Linked DNA regions of Danio rerio: region 1 is linked to region 2. The links are chromatin contacts, called in public Micro-C maps. All regions are on one chromosome and are shown on one strand. The core of a region is the stretch at or near the end of the contact, and the rest is flanking DNA. Distances in the headings are between cores, read along the strand shown. Region 1 holds the start of crtc3 (CREB regulated transcription coactivator 3). Region 2 overlaps crtc3 (CREB regulated transcription coactivator 3).

Region 1 (6,935 bases), core at 2,009-4,508, 59 kb after region 2:
CAGTCTTGCACAGAAAGGATTAAACCAAGTGACAGAAGCACTTAGAGAATGTACTCGTTTAAACTGTCACTGATTTAATAAATGGAAATAAAAAATGCACTTGAATATAGAAAGTGTTTTTTACTATAGTAAACAGGTGGGTTGAGCCTATTTGGCTTATTCAGAACTCAAATGACTGTGGCTGTCTATGTAATAAAGTGGAATACAACCCATATTAAACACATTTTTAAGTGTATTACTATTCAATTACTACTTATAAATGTAATATTAGGTTTATATATACAGTTGAAGTCAGGATTATTAGCCCCCTTTGATTTTTTTTCTTCTTTTTAAAATATTTTTCAAATGATGTTTAACAGAGCAAGGACATTTTCACAGTGTGTCTGATAATATTTTTTCTTCTGAAGAAAGTCTTATTTGTTTTATTTCGGCTAGAATAAATGCAATTTTGAATTTTTTATGAACCATTTTAGGGACAAAATTATTAGCCCCTTTAAGCTATATTTTTTCTCGATTATCTAAAGAACAAACCACTTTTATACAATAACTTGCCTAATTACCCTAACCTGCCTACTTAATTTAATTCATCTAGTTAAGCCTTTAAATGTCACTTTAAGCTGTAGAGAAGTGTCTTGAAAAATATCTAGTCAAATATTATTTACAGACATCAAGGTAAAGATAAAATAAATTGGTTATTTGAAATGAGTTATTAAAATTATTATCTTTAGTAATGTGTTGAAAAAAAATCTTCTCTCGGTTAAACAGAAATAGGAAAAAAAATAAACAAGCGGTCTAATTTAATTTAGGGGGCTAATAATTCTGACTTCAACTGTGTGTATATATATATATATATATATATATATATATATATATTTTTTTTTTTTTTTTTACTTGTAAGGAGTTAAGCCCCTCTTAAATGAACATCCTAAATTCGCTCCCACTCGTTGACATTTCTGCATTGTCTTCTGTCCATTGAGTAACAGTATTTACATTCATAATCAGATTCATTTACAAATAAATTTCATTCAAAGATTTCATTTCAACTTTTTAGTTGATCAATAAAACAAATATAAAGAATTCTCTGTTAAAGGCATGTTAATGGTGGGCCAAATCAAAGGTCCTCAGGTCCTAGTTTGAGCATCTTTGACCTAACTAATCCTTATCATTTTAGCGCCTTTCTGCTTTAGGACTTAATGTTGGGTTAATTTACAAATGAATGTACATTATTCATTACAAAAAGCGTATACATAAATTTCCTTCTTTAATAATCCTGCTGAGAATCAGAGCCACATTAACAAAGCAATAAAACTGATGCTTATTTATTCAAGCACACTATTTTGCATAATGAGGTAATGGGTGAATTAAACAAAATTTTGAAATATCTAACAGACTAGAATTTAACCAAATGCCCAATGCTGATTTTGCAGCCATTCTGTCTAATGTAATATCATCAAAGCCCCTAAATGTAGTAAGAACATCTCTGATGTTACCACTGTTTTACTGTAGTAACTGTGGCATCTTGGGTAGAAACTATGGTTGCCATGGTGACTTCTGCAATCAAATCATCTGTACACCAAGAAAGAAATACGTTTGCAGAATACAACTAACTTCACCTCTGATCGAGTGTTGACTAGCAAATATGATGAGCTAAATTAAATGCATCAGCCCTTTAATGATGTCAATATGAATCAATATGCGTGCAGTGCGACAGCGGTGCTACAGACATCCACATCCCTCCTCACGAGCTCGATTGAACGTTCATTTCACATTCTCACTGACGCATTTGCGCACAGGACAAACTTAGACAGCTGAATTTAATGTATGAGATCGATGGAGCGAGGTAATTTCCTAATTTGGCTGAGCTTACCCTTGAGACAGTGAGGTCTGTCATGAGCTGCTCGAAGGCCCGCGTCTCCTCCGCCTGTTTCTGGTTGTGCAGCGCGATCTTCTCGCTGAACTTCCGCGGGTTGGAGCCACTCGAGCCCGGGGATCCAGACATGGTCGGGCCGCAGAGTTTCGTGATAATCTTCGCAGAGAACTGACAGTTGAATGTCTTCGATATAGAAGTTAAACGTGCTTAAGTTGTCCCTCCATGTCTGAAAAGCGAGGAAGAGTGCAGTCCAGTCTCTTTAATGATGTTTGACGAGGTCGCTTTAATGACAAGAGCTTTGCAACCATTAATGAGCTGGAAAATGCGATGAAAGCGTATTATTAACAACTTAATGGAGTTAATTTCGCTTGAGCGCCAATTATCGATGGTATCTGGGAATTCCTTTTATTTTAATAATGTCAATATTTGTATACAGGCGATGAGCCGAATTTGCTAAAAGTTTGTCAGGAAACTGGACATCGCTAAATTATCAGTTTCGCTTGGCATCACAAAAGTAGTTCTTGCTTTGTATCGCGTAAGAAACAGGATGAGAAATAAAATACTGCACGATACCAAACAGAAAAGCTTCTACTTGGAAATGTTTCACTTGGATTTACGAAACAAGTTCAGTAGCGACTCTAGCTAGCAGGCTAAATACTTTGGATTCTAACAAGAGCGATTTTAATTATGCATTTTTCATGATTCCGCATAAATATTTAAGTGCCTACCATTATTTATGAATTAAGGTTGACAGCTAGTGATTTAACTGTCTGAATGTGCGTAATTGATTGATATTGCTTGCTAATGTACGGCGTAAAGTCAGCCGTGACAGCTAACCAGCTAATGAGCAATATGATAATCAAAACAATACAAGCGATTTCTCTCAAACCGACTGTAAATGACAGCAAACACCCGTGCGACCTGTTAAAGAATCACTTATAAAGCTAATTCAGTTATCCTGATTGTCCACAACACTTGAGTTAGTTTCGTGAGATTTCAACAAGTGGTCTCGCCGATGTAAACCTCATTACGCATTCAAAACTCGTCTAAACAGGTACGCGCGACAGCAACTTCGCAGCAAAGTAACGTTAGCGGCTGAAAGTGAGCAACAGACACTGGCTGTCCTGCGGCCACTGATCGACCGCTGTTGACACACGAGTCTGCCTAAATGTTTAGATGTTACTGATTCGCGAAGTGCAGCGGTGAAATGCGATCGTGTGGTCCGCGTGTGCTGCGCTCTTCTCTCTTCTTCTCCGTGTCCATCACCTGTACATCCAGCTGAACTGCGAGGCTCCCGCTCGTGACTCCACGCCGCACATTTGTTTTGTCAACTCCGATCCCTCACTCCGAATGAAAACAAGCCGAGGAGAAAATACTCAAGCCTGCCCCAAAACTGCAAAGCGATTTTTTGTTTTATAAGTTGTGTCCACAAGGAGGCAGTGGAGTTCCCTTAAAGGGACACACACATCATATTTACGCTGAGAATGTGTAACTTATCATGCGTGCACACATAACGCAGGCCACTGTCAGAAAGTGTATTTATAGTAGGGAAGAAAACAGAAAATCTTAAAGGAGGAATCTTAAAGGATCAAACACTCGGAGCATTATCTGTTGTTAAAAATATATAGTGAATGTAAATAATAAGATTGTTCTTGAGTAGTAATCAGCCTCTTTAAATGGTTTCTGAAGGATCAAGTGACAGCAGAAGGCTGAAGTAGCAGGTTTGCCATCTTTGATTTCATTAACAGTTATTTACAAAGAATAGGGATGAGTAGGGATGAAAGAACCTTTTTTTTTTTTATAAAAACCTCATTTTAAAGGGCACCTATTTTTCCCCTTTTACAAGGTGTATGATAAGCCTTTGGTGTCTCCAGAATGTGTCTGTCTTAAAATGTGCATCTTAAAATACCCACCAGATTATTTATTATAGAATAATCCAGAATCTGCCCATTTTGATGTCTGAGTATACTGAAGCTGTTTTTGTAGCCTGTGGCTTTAAATGCAAATGAGCTGCTTCTCTCTGCCCACCGTTTCCACCTGTGTGTCTGCTTCTCATTATGCGTTACATCAGATAAACAGCAGTCAGTGACAGAGACAGACATGGATGAAGCTGAAATACAGGTCATTCGTAAAAAATACGTTTAAAAGTAAGTTTATTTGATGTATTTGTGGTGGAGTTTATTCAAGCCTTTCTGAAATGATGAGTCTCACACAAATGATGCTTGCAGTATACACACACACATATATATTAGCGTTTACTGATACCTTGCGCCCGTGGTCATTATAGTAGTTAGGAATTACATAGCAATTTTACTGTCTATTACAAACATGCTCTGTTTTAAAAATGTTTTAAACCTATAAAACTAACAAAAAATCACAGAGTTTTAAAAAATATTTTAATCCCAGTTTGTTTGCAATTAAATCTTCTGTGTGCATGTGTGTACTTGTTATTATAGAAACATGGCGCCTGTCAATCAATTCAGTGGGCGGGAAAATTGCACTTCAAGGTCATGTTGCGGTGGGCCTAAAAATCACAGGGATTTGGGTCCTACTTTAAGGTCAGGAAATTAAAAAAAAAATAGAGACTTGCTGAGTTTCTATCACTTCAGTATGAATGTGGACACACTATACCAACACACAGTTCTGTTGAAAAAGCTTCAACTTCAACCAAAATTCTACAGGCACTTTTAGCCTTGTAAAGTTAAGTAAAAAAAAAAAAAAAAAAAAAAAACTTGTTCAAAATTAGCATTACATAGCCTTAAAAGTTTAAACAATTTGTCTAGTTTGAAGATCTGTAAGAGGACAAACTTAGATATAGAGAAACATTTTTTCCCATTTTTTTTAACTGAACAAATGTCAATTCCAGCACATCTCAATATAGAGCTTATTTCAAACTAAAATAAATGATGGCAGTCAAACATTGTCTAAGATCATTTTTGTGTCTAGTTTAACCAATCTTTCCGCAATATATATATATATATATATATATATATATATATATATATATATATATATATATATATATATATATATATATATATATATATATATATATAATGAATATACATTTGTCAATGAAATAAATTAGTTGTATGCTGAATTATACACCTGTCACACTCAAAAATGTAATTAATTTGGTTAAGAGCTTATTCAAAAATAAATAAACTGAATTTGTATGTTAAATAGAGTATGAACTTATACATTGTGAATACACTTTAAATGTGTGATGAGAACTTTTAAAATATATTTTTTTAATGTGTGTGGTGATGGAAATAACATTTGAATGAACAGTTTATTGTGGAAAAAAATGAAAAATAGCTTCACCGATTAGCTTTGAATTAATATTAGCCTGTCATGTATACAAAACACTCTTATTTACCTTCATTTTGTTTGGTTTTTAAATACATCTTTGAAGGTTCAACAGGTTTCAAAATGAGGTAGAATAAATGTATTTCCTTATCCAGCAATATTTACCTTGATTTTTCTTTAAGTGTTGTTAATAAAAATGTAAGTTCCCTCCATCTTCAAGATGTTCTCAGATATCACTTAAATAATCCCACCTAAATAATCTTTCATACAAACTTTTAAAGCGACATTACAGTGTTGTGGTGGAAATGACACAGATACTGTGGGACAGCTATATTTTGTATCAAAAATAATATTGATAATAGTCTCACATTAATAACTATAAAATATTTATTTATTTCACCAGTGCTTAATTAAGATACATTAATAGATACCAGATAAATAATCTTTTAAAATGTTATACTCATTGTTGAAGTTTAAAACTGGGTGTGCAACAAGGTGAAAACAGTGATTTTGACACCTAAAAGGTGGTTGAGTAATATGAAAAAATATATAAAAGAAAGCTAGTACATTTTTTAAAGTAGGTTTTATTGTTAGTTTGACAAAGATAGAGGAATTTGAACAAAATCATAGATATTTTTGGATATAAGATCAAAGGACATAAAGGTGCCCGTAATTAAAGAATTACCCATTTTCTAGATTTACTGATTTAATCTTGTTCATTTTAATGTATCCAACTATAACCTTGTTAATGTTAACTGCAAACATATTTTGTCATTTATTTTTGCATTTTCGTTTTATATTTCAGCTCCATCAAATATTTCAAAAACAATCCAACAATTCAAAATGTTCACATTTACTACAATTTTTAATTTCGTTTTATTGTTATTGGCAATATGGATTAATTTTATAAAACATCTGAATCCAAACACTGAAAACTCTAAAGTGAAAGTGAAAAATAAGGTTTGTCTATCAGCAGTGGGAGATAAATAACAGTATTTCTTCAGTCATCACTGGAACTCTTGCCATTTAAACCTGATTTACTTTTAAACTAAAAAACTCAGACATTTCGAACTAAAGGATGTGTTATTGCACTAATTTTTCATTACTGTGATGTGAAAAGAGAAAGGTTAAATTAATTTACTTTCTGCCCTGAAAAACTGAAATTTGGAGCTAACTGCAGAACACAACAGCTAATATTTGGCAGCTCCATCAAGAGTTGCATGTAGAATGTGTTTTAAATAGTCTGGAAAGCAAATGCTGTCAGTGCTTCAAGAAAATCGCTTTGTTACTTTTGTCCCACATTATTTTCATCCCCACTTTGTGTTCCAATAATCATTTCATCAAGCAATGTGTAACTATTATAATTATAATACAGACTGCTTATTTTTTGTTTTTGAAAAATGACTGCTTGATCCTGTCACAGTGTATATTGAATGACCTCTTACAAACGTCATGTTTGCACATAACTGCAATTTTCATATTTGAAAAGTATAAAGTGGTGTTGAAAGTGTTTGCCTCCTAAATGATTTCTTAGTTTTTGAATGTTTTTCACACTTCAATGTTTCATAAAACAAATTAAAATATAAAGTCAAAGACACATTAGTAAACACATCATGCAGTTTTGAAATGAAGTTGAAATAAAACACTTTCAAATGATTTTATTAATAAGAAAAAAAACAAAATGTAAAAATACATAGACCTGTGTAAAAAAGTGTTTCCCCTAAACCAAGTAACTGGTTGGGGTCACTCTAAGCAG
Region 2 (7,205 bases), core at 4,294-6,793:
ACAGTAATTTATTATGTTGTTTCATTTCAAATAATAAGGACTAATACGATGTTTGGAATGTTTGCAATACAACATATACATTATTGGTTTCCTCCATGTTTGGTTATGATATGCATATATTTACAATGTATGTGAGTCATACATGTGAGTTTTATAATAGTGCTGAAAAAATATGTATCTTCTGCAACTAATGCTAATCTAACAAACGTAATCTAAATGTTAATCTAACCAACATAATCAAACCAGTGAAAAATACAAAATGAAGGGATGATGATTATTTATTTGCATTTTGATGTTGTTTTATTTTTTTGTACTATTTTTAAAAATCCTTTGTAGGATATGGGTAAATACAGTACTATTTATAGTTTAATCAAATTTATTTGCTTTGTGTAAGACAACAAACACACACACTGTTGTAATCCCCCAGGGAGTTTCAGCCCCTACTTCAAGAACCGCTGCATTATCTTAAAGGGCCATAAAACCCTCTCATAAGTTATTGTTGTCGAGCGTCGCATACACTGTTAATCCACACGTGACTCCAGCTGAGCTCTCACAGAGAGAAAATGAAAACGAAACTTAACTGCAGCAAACTATAAAAGCAACACTTCACGCTTGTTTTGCCAATACAACGTGGCGTCTCTGTCGTCTAAACACTGTGACAGTAATGAATATTAATGAAGTTGCACAATAGAGCGCACTGATTGGATGCATTAATGCATTACACTGTAAGACGTAATAAGACACACTCTGGCACAGACGTCCAGTCTGCACACTGGAATACAGGCTATTATCTCATGGTCGTGACGCAGCTTCAAAAATTCGTTTCAAACAGGAAGTACGAATTTGCTTGAAATAACGCAAAAACAACCAATTTACACTTTTTAGTGAAATATAGGTGTCCTAATAGTGTTTTTAGCAGTGTGGGACACATATACGACAGCTCAAAAAATGTGTTTTGTTGTTTTCTGACCCTTTAAGGTAAACTACAGGAGTCAACATTTGAAGTGGATCAAAAATATTGTTTTCCAAATTGTCCTAGTTTTAGAATAAATTTTAGCAAGAGAGATGATCAATGTCAACTACTGTACTGTGCTGACTACTGTATAAAGGAGACATGCTAGCCTAGTTAGACTGCCAGCAGTGGAAAGCAACTATTCCAGCATCTACCAAACCACAGTCAAGTGTGAGAGATATGTCACACTGTGAGAGCTGATGCTGTCATTAAAGGGGTGAATCTTTTTTTTTTTGTGGTTTGAACACTTGATAGAGAGTTGGCAAGGATGACAAGAGACACTTACCATCTCCAGAACTGTCCACCTCTGCTTCATTCATGCTGGCTGTAGCACCAAAAACACACAGAGAAAGAGACCAGTTAATATGTACTGTGCATGATCTTACACAAAGAACCTTCCCTCTTCTAGGCTGAGAGTGAAAAATAAACAGCTAGCTCTTCTTCATTTTATACAATACCACACAAAACATTTAAATATTAAAGAAATATCAAATTAAATAAAGTCTGCATTCATCTGATCAAAAATACTGTAAAACAGTAATATTGTAAATACTTTTTATTATAATATAGCTTTGATACATTTAGCAGAGCCCTTAGTTTTTTTGTGATTCTGCGATCGCTGAATTCAACGCAAAATCAACAAAAAGTTGCACATTTTTGCAAACCTGCAAAATTCTTAATTAAACACAAAATAATTGAAAAAAAGCAAACAATCTCATAAAACATCTAATTCAAAACCATATAATCAAATTATATTAATTACAGTTTGCAATTAATACACGCAGTTGCATACGCGGGACATGTGATGTATTTGAGTGTCTCTCATAAAATGACGTCTCTCCTGCGTCTTCACAATCATTACATTACATGGAAAGGGGGGTGGGGGTACAGTAAGCAGACGCGAATTTACAGGCACAAGGGATTTACATTTGAAGTCAATATTGGATTGGCCATCCTGTGGTGCGAATTGGCCGTTTTGTGCGTTTAATATGCTTTAGACTGCAAAAGAAAGTTTGAGCAAACAAATCAGAGCAATGGAACAGACAGAAAAGCAAGCAGCTTAAGCTGGATTTATACTTTCCCCATTGCACACCTCCGCTGAGTGCGCGCGCACCTCCCAGAATGGACAAGGCTTTTATATTCGCCGCGTTCATCATTGTGATATTTTTTAAAACGACAGGGGGTGGTCAAAATAAACTGACCGTAAAGTCAGACGAATAAACAGAGAAGTAGAAAGTTTCAGGAACAACATCATATCATTAATATCGTTCAATATTTTTAAACTAAATATATTTAATGTTTTTATTAATTGTTTTAATAATTATAAAGATTTTATAACCATTCAAGATTTTTTTCAAAATCAAACTTTGACGCATCACTTGCTTTTGTTCATATCTCGAACAGTTTTACCTATTAAAGTTTATTTTAGATTTAGCCCGCTTCACAATTCACACATTACTCTCTGACTAGTTTCTGTCCTATACTTATGCTAAAAAGAAAATAATGATCCAACATTCCTGACCATTATCACCAATAAAGCCTATAAAAACAGGGCATCAGTATATGTAAACTGATAGGTTCAAATATTCCTTTCCAGTTATCAAAGAAATGATTAGTTCCTTAATTATAGTTTTGATATTAAATTGTTTTAAATTCAAAATTGTAATGTATACATCAGTGTAAAACCCATGACTGGTGGAAAAACATATTTCTGTAATTGTGTACCTAGTCGCTCTACTTTTGTCAGGGCCTTTTTGGCTTTAACAAACGTATCCCTCAGGTTTCCCAAACCTTTTAACAAAAACTTTCCTCCTTTCCCACGGCTGTTGCAATTTCTAGCCAGGAATTATTGGTCATCTGGTTATCTCTATGATCAGGGATTATAAAGATGTCTGTACAGTCACCCTGTTTCAGACAAAATCTCTTCAAAGTGATTCATATTCAACCCAAATCAAATGTTGCACCATGTGCACTGTTCGCTCAAGTATAAAAAAAAACAAAGCATTTGCTCCGCCGATTGAAATCATGTGACGCGCACCCAAAGCAAACCTACACAAACTCCGTGATGACGTCACATTCGCCGCATACAATCAAGCGAAGTAGCGGACGCGTCGAGTATAAACCAGGCTTTACAATGATGGAGAGTGATTCAAGGATGACAGCTGCTGGATGCTTACAAAGATGAAGACCAAATTGAAGGACATTATTTGTGTTTTACATGTATGGCTGGTATTATAGTGTGCGTCAAATCAATAAAGGATGTCGTTTAACTCTTTCCCTGCAGGTAACCAGAGAAAACGCTTCCCTGCCATTGACGAGTTTTACAGCAATACATTTTTTTGGTGTATTACAGTAGGGGAAGCCCTAACGCAAGTCCTGAGTGAGGTACATGTCAGATTCTCCGGTGAGTTAAATTGGAGAATAATAAGATTGTGGATATATGTGTGTGTGTGTATATATATATATATATATATATATATATATATATATATATATATAAAGAGTTATACAATCAAAAGTTATCCCTACCGTTTTAGTTCTTGTCTTGACAAGAGATCAAAATAAAGAAGCTTTATTTTTATGATGTGTCATCGTCGTTGTGTCAGACTATATATACTGTATATATAATTTTTTTTATTAATATATATATATATATATATATATATATATATATATATATATATATATATATATTATTATTTTATTTTTTTTTATTTTTTTTAATCGCAAAATTGTCTTCAAATTACTGGAAATTACCACTACAAAATCATTTCTCAAAAGTCATTTTTAATCTCAAAAAATCATAAAAAAAAAAATCTCGGAATCTCGGTCGGATTTTAAATTATTCCTGAGAATGAAAAAGTAAATTTATAGCAGCCATTATCTAGTCTTTAGTCACAAAATCCTTCAAAAATCATTTGAATATGCCAATTTAACAAACGATTCATAAACATAAACCATGATACATTTCATTAAGCATTATTTGATGAACATACAGTTGAAGTCAAAATTATTCGCCCTCCTGTGATTTTTTTTATTTTTTAAATATTTCCCAAATTATGTTTTCAGAGCATGGAATTTTTCACAGCTTTTCTTACAATATTTTGTCCTACCGGTTTAATTTTGGCTAGAATGATAACAGTTTTTCATAAACTATATCATAAGCCAATATTATTAGCCGCTTTGGGTATAACTTCTTTTTTCCAAGTGTCTACAGGAGGGGTTCCCAAACTTTTCACCCCACGACCCCTAAAATAACAATGTCAATGACTAGTGACCCCCAAATTCACAAATATTGCGCACATAACAATAGCCCTATATAAACAAAAGCATATTGACAACACAAAACAGTGCAACAGTCTAATAACCATATCGTTTTTATTGTCCTTTATTAATTTGTTTAATTTAATATTAACCTCACCTTAAGATGAAGACAATGTTTTCAGCACAAGTCATAAGTCACAAGTTTAATTTTGGAGGACGCCACTCAGAGATCATCCTCAATGTTTATTTGATTGCCATAAAGGTGTCAGAAAGATTAACCTGCTGCTATAAAATCAATCTGCTGCAGCTGACGCTATAGCGGTGTTGTTAATCGAACGTAAACACACCAATCCTAGGAAAAAAATTAAAAGGCTGATGGCTTTTCACTTATGGTTTATGGTTAAAATATGGTAATTCTAGTAGTTTAATCAAATTTATTTATTGATCACCAAGCGACCTCCTGTTATTGGCCTGAGACACCCCAGGGGGTCCCAACGCCCACTTAATGAACCACTGGTCTACAGAACAAACAACTGTTGTACCTAATAACCCAAGCTTGCTAACCCAACCTAGTTAGGCTTTCAATTGCAACCTAAGATGAATAATAGTGTCCTGAAAAATCTAGTACAGCTTTATATAAGTATCTTGAAAAAATATCTAGTCAAATATTATTTACTGTCATCATGGCAAAGATGAAATAAATCAGTAAATCAGTGATTAGAAATTAGTTATTAAAACTATTATGTTTAGAAATGTGCTGAAAAAATCTTCTTTACGTTAAAAAGAAAATTTAGGGGGCTAATAATTCTGACTTTAACTGTGTGTTTGGATTCTTTTAGTCCTTTTTGAAACATTTTGTAACATCATAAATGCATTTTCAGTCAATTTAAAAAAAAAAACTAATTAAGCATCTTTCAATGATAAAGAAAATAAAAGTACTGAACCCAAAATATAATTAACTTAAAGCAGAGTTCAGTTCAGGCTGCACATTTGCCCGAGCTAACACAAGTATTTGATTCATTGAAATGAGTCTCCTTGAGCGCACACTCACTCACTCCACCCATTGAAAACTGAGGACGCAAACTACAAAAAAGGGATTGAAAGTGTGTTAATGTGCACTGTCTCTTTAAGGAAACCCCCATGAAGGGACAAAAAAAGAAAAATGCATATCAGGAGAAATCTGTGACCACAAGAGCAAAGTGAATCAATGGAGAGGCATTGTTTTGCGCAGACCACAGAGATCCTGTGGAAAACAACCCTCCTTTCTGCTTCCTCTGCTGATGCTGGTCCAGCACTGATGCAGCGTGGGCCTGAAGCCAGATCAACCAGCTCCACCGCCTGAGCAAAGCAAAGCTGCCGGTCTCAGACGCCCAACTGCGACGCACAATGAATCAAACAAAAAAGTACGGCGACACCTTATTTCCCCCTCACTGAGAGTCTTATTCAATGCTGTAACTGTCAGGAAAAAAAGGACAACTAGAACAGAAGAACTTTGGCTTGAGTCCAGAGTCGCGTTTTAACTTGCAGTATAAAAATGTCTAAAACACATTAATAGTATATGTGAAGTATTTTCTAGAATTACATTTATCTAAAATGACCTATACACATATTATATAACTAACTTTAACTTTAAAGTGATATGTCACCCAAAAATGAAAACGTACTCACTATTTATTCATCTTTAAGCACTCAAAATATTAAGGAGTTCTATTTTTTCTGTCAAACAACAAAAGAAGAAGATATTTTGAAGAATGTTGGATACCTGAAGACAATGAGCTGATAAAAAAAGAAAAGTCAATGGTTTCCGGTCCAACATTCTATTGGAAGAGGCTGAGAACAGACAAAGGAAACTCAAAGTGTGAATTAATGAAGACAATTTTGACTTTTGGGTGAACAAACTTTAAGCACATTATACAAGAAAATGCTTATTTCAGTCTTTCTACTCCAACGTTTTACTCAATCCTTTATAGAGCATCAATGCTATAGAAAATGCCTAGAGTGTTATTTTTGAACCTATTATGACCTATTAAATATACAAAATAAATAAATACATAAATAACTAAATGAATGAACAAATAAAAGTTTTTAATTTATTAAAATTATTTAATTTATTAAAATGTATTTAATTTTTATTTTTTTAAATCTAAATAAAAATACATAAAAAAATAAAATAAAATAAAAATAATATATATATATATATATATATATATATATATATATATATATATATATATATATATATATATATATATATATATATATATGAACTTATATTTAATAAATGAAAAAAAAATTATTGAATAAAATAAATACATAATTTAAAACATAATAATAATTGAATATAAAGTAAGCAATCTCAATAGCTGCATTTTCATTGTCAGGACAGTGCGAGCCAGGGCATTTATTGGGCCGGGCCAGGCCGAGCTTGAGGAGTGAGGTGCAAATCATGTCGCGTTTCCGCTGTCTGGCCAGTAGCTTGTATCACAGCACGCAAACCCCGCCCCCAGAACATCCCCCGAATCAAACGTCACACAATCCGCCCAGTTCAGCCAATAATATCCAACTGCAGACCCGCAGACCCACACACGTTTCAGGCACACAAGATATAGGCAAACCATATATGGTTACGACGGAGGTTAATGTTATTAATGTCTTCTCGGACATCAACATCAATATATTTTTATATATTGTCTACAAATATTGTACACAATAAACAATAGTGTATACTATTTCACAAATATGGCAATCGTGACGGGTGAATGGGGAACATTGTTTCCGATCGCCATTCAATATAATAGAATGAACATTTTCTATCTGATCAGTCATTATTATCTGACAGAGTCAGTATAGCAGATACTTGTTTGCTGGGCTTGCTGAAACATTTTTCAGAGATACAGTATAAACACTCTAAATTGAACAGGTTTCATTT

What was found. A called contact is a pair of places that touch in the nucleus more often than the background predicts.
Region 1: a contact with region 2 is called in a Micro-C map of caudal fin, with 2.9 times the contacts expected there. The contact joins the promoter of crtc3 here to the enhancer-like site in region 2. A contact is called at or near these places in 2 of 18 Hi-C or Micro-C datasets (caudal fin and an unstated tissue).

Annotation. Positions count from the first base shown.
Region 1 is chr7:52,471,882-52,478,816 of GRCz12tu, forward strand. crtc3 (CREB regulated transcription coactivator 3) reads right to left here and starts at 3,259. Exons shown (of 15, transcript XM_073907312.1): 1 at 3,137-3,259; 2 at 1,868-2,096. The coding sequence starts at 1,999.
Region 2 is chr7:52,410,883-52,418,087 of GRCz12tu, forward strand. It overlaps crtc3 (CREB regulated transcription coactivator 3), which reads right to left. Exons shown (of 15, transcript XM_073907312.1): 7 at 1,299-1,337. Among named protein-coding and RNA genes, the nearest start is that of adamtsl5, 55 kb to the left of the region's middle. Within about 2 kb of position 5,544, at least 14 of the 62 cell types and tissues checked have an H3K27ac peak or open chromatin away from gene starts, as enhancers often do. A contact at or near this core is called in caudal fin, where this site is marked.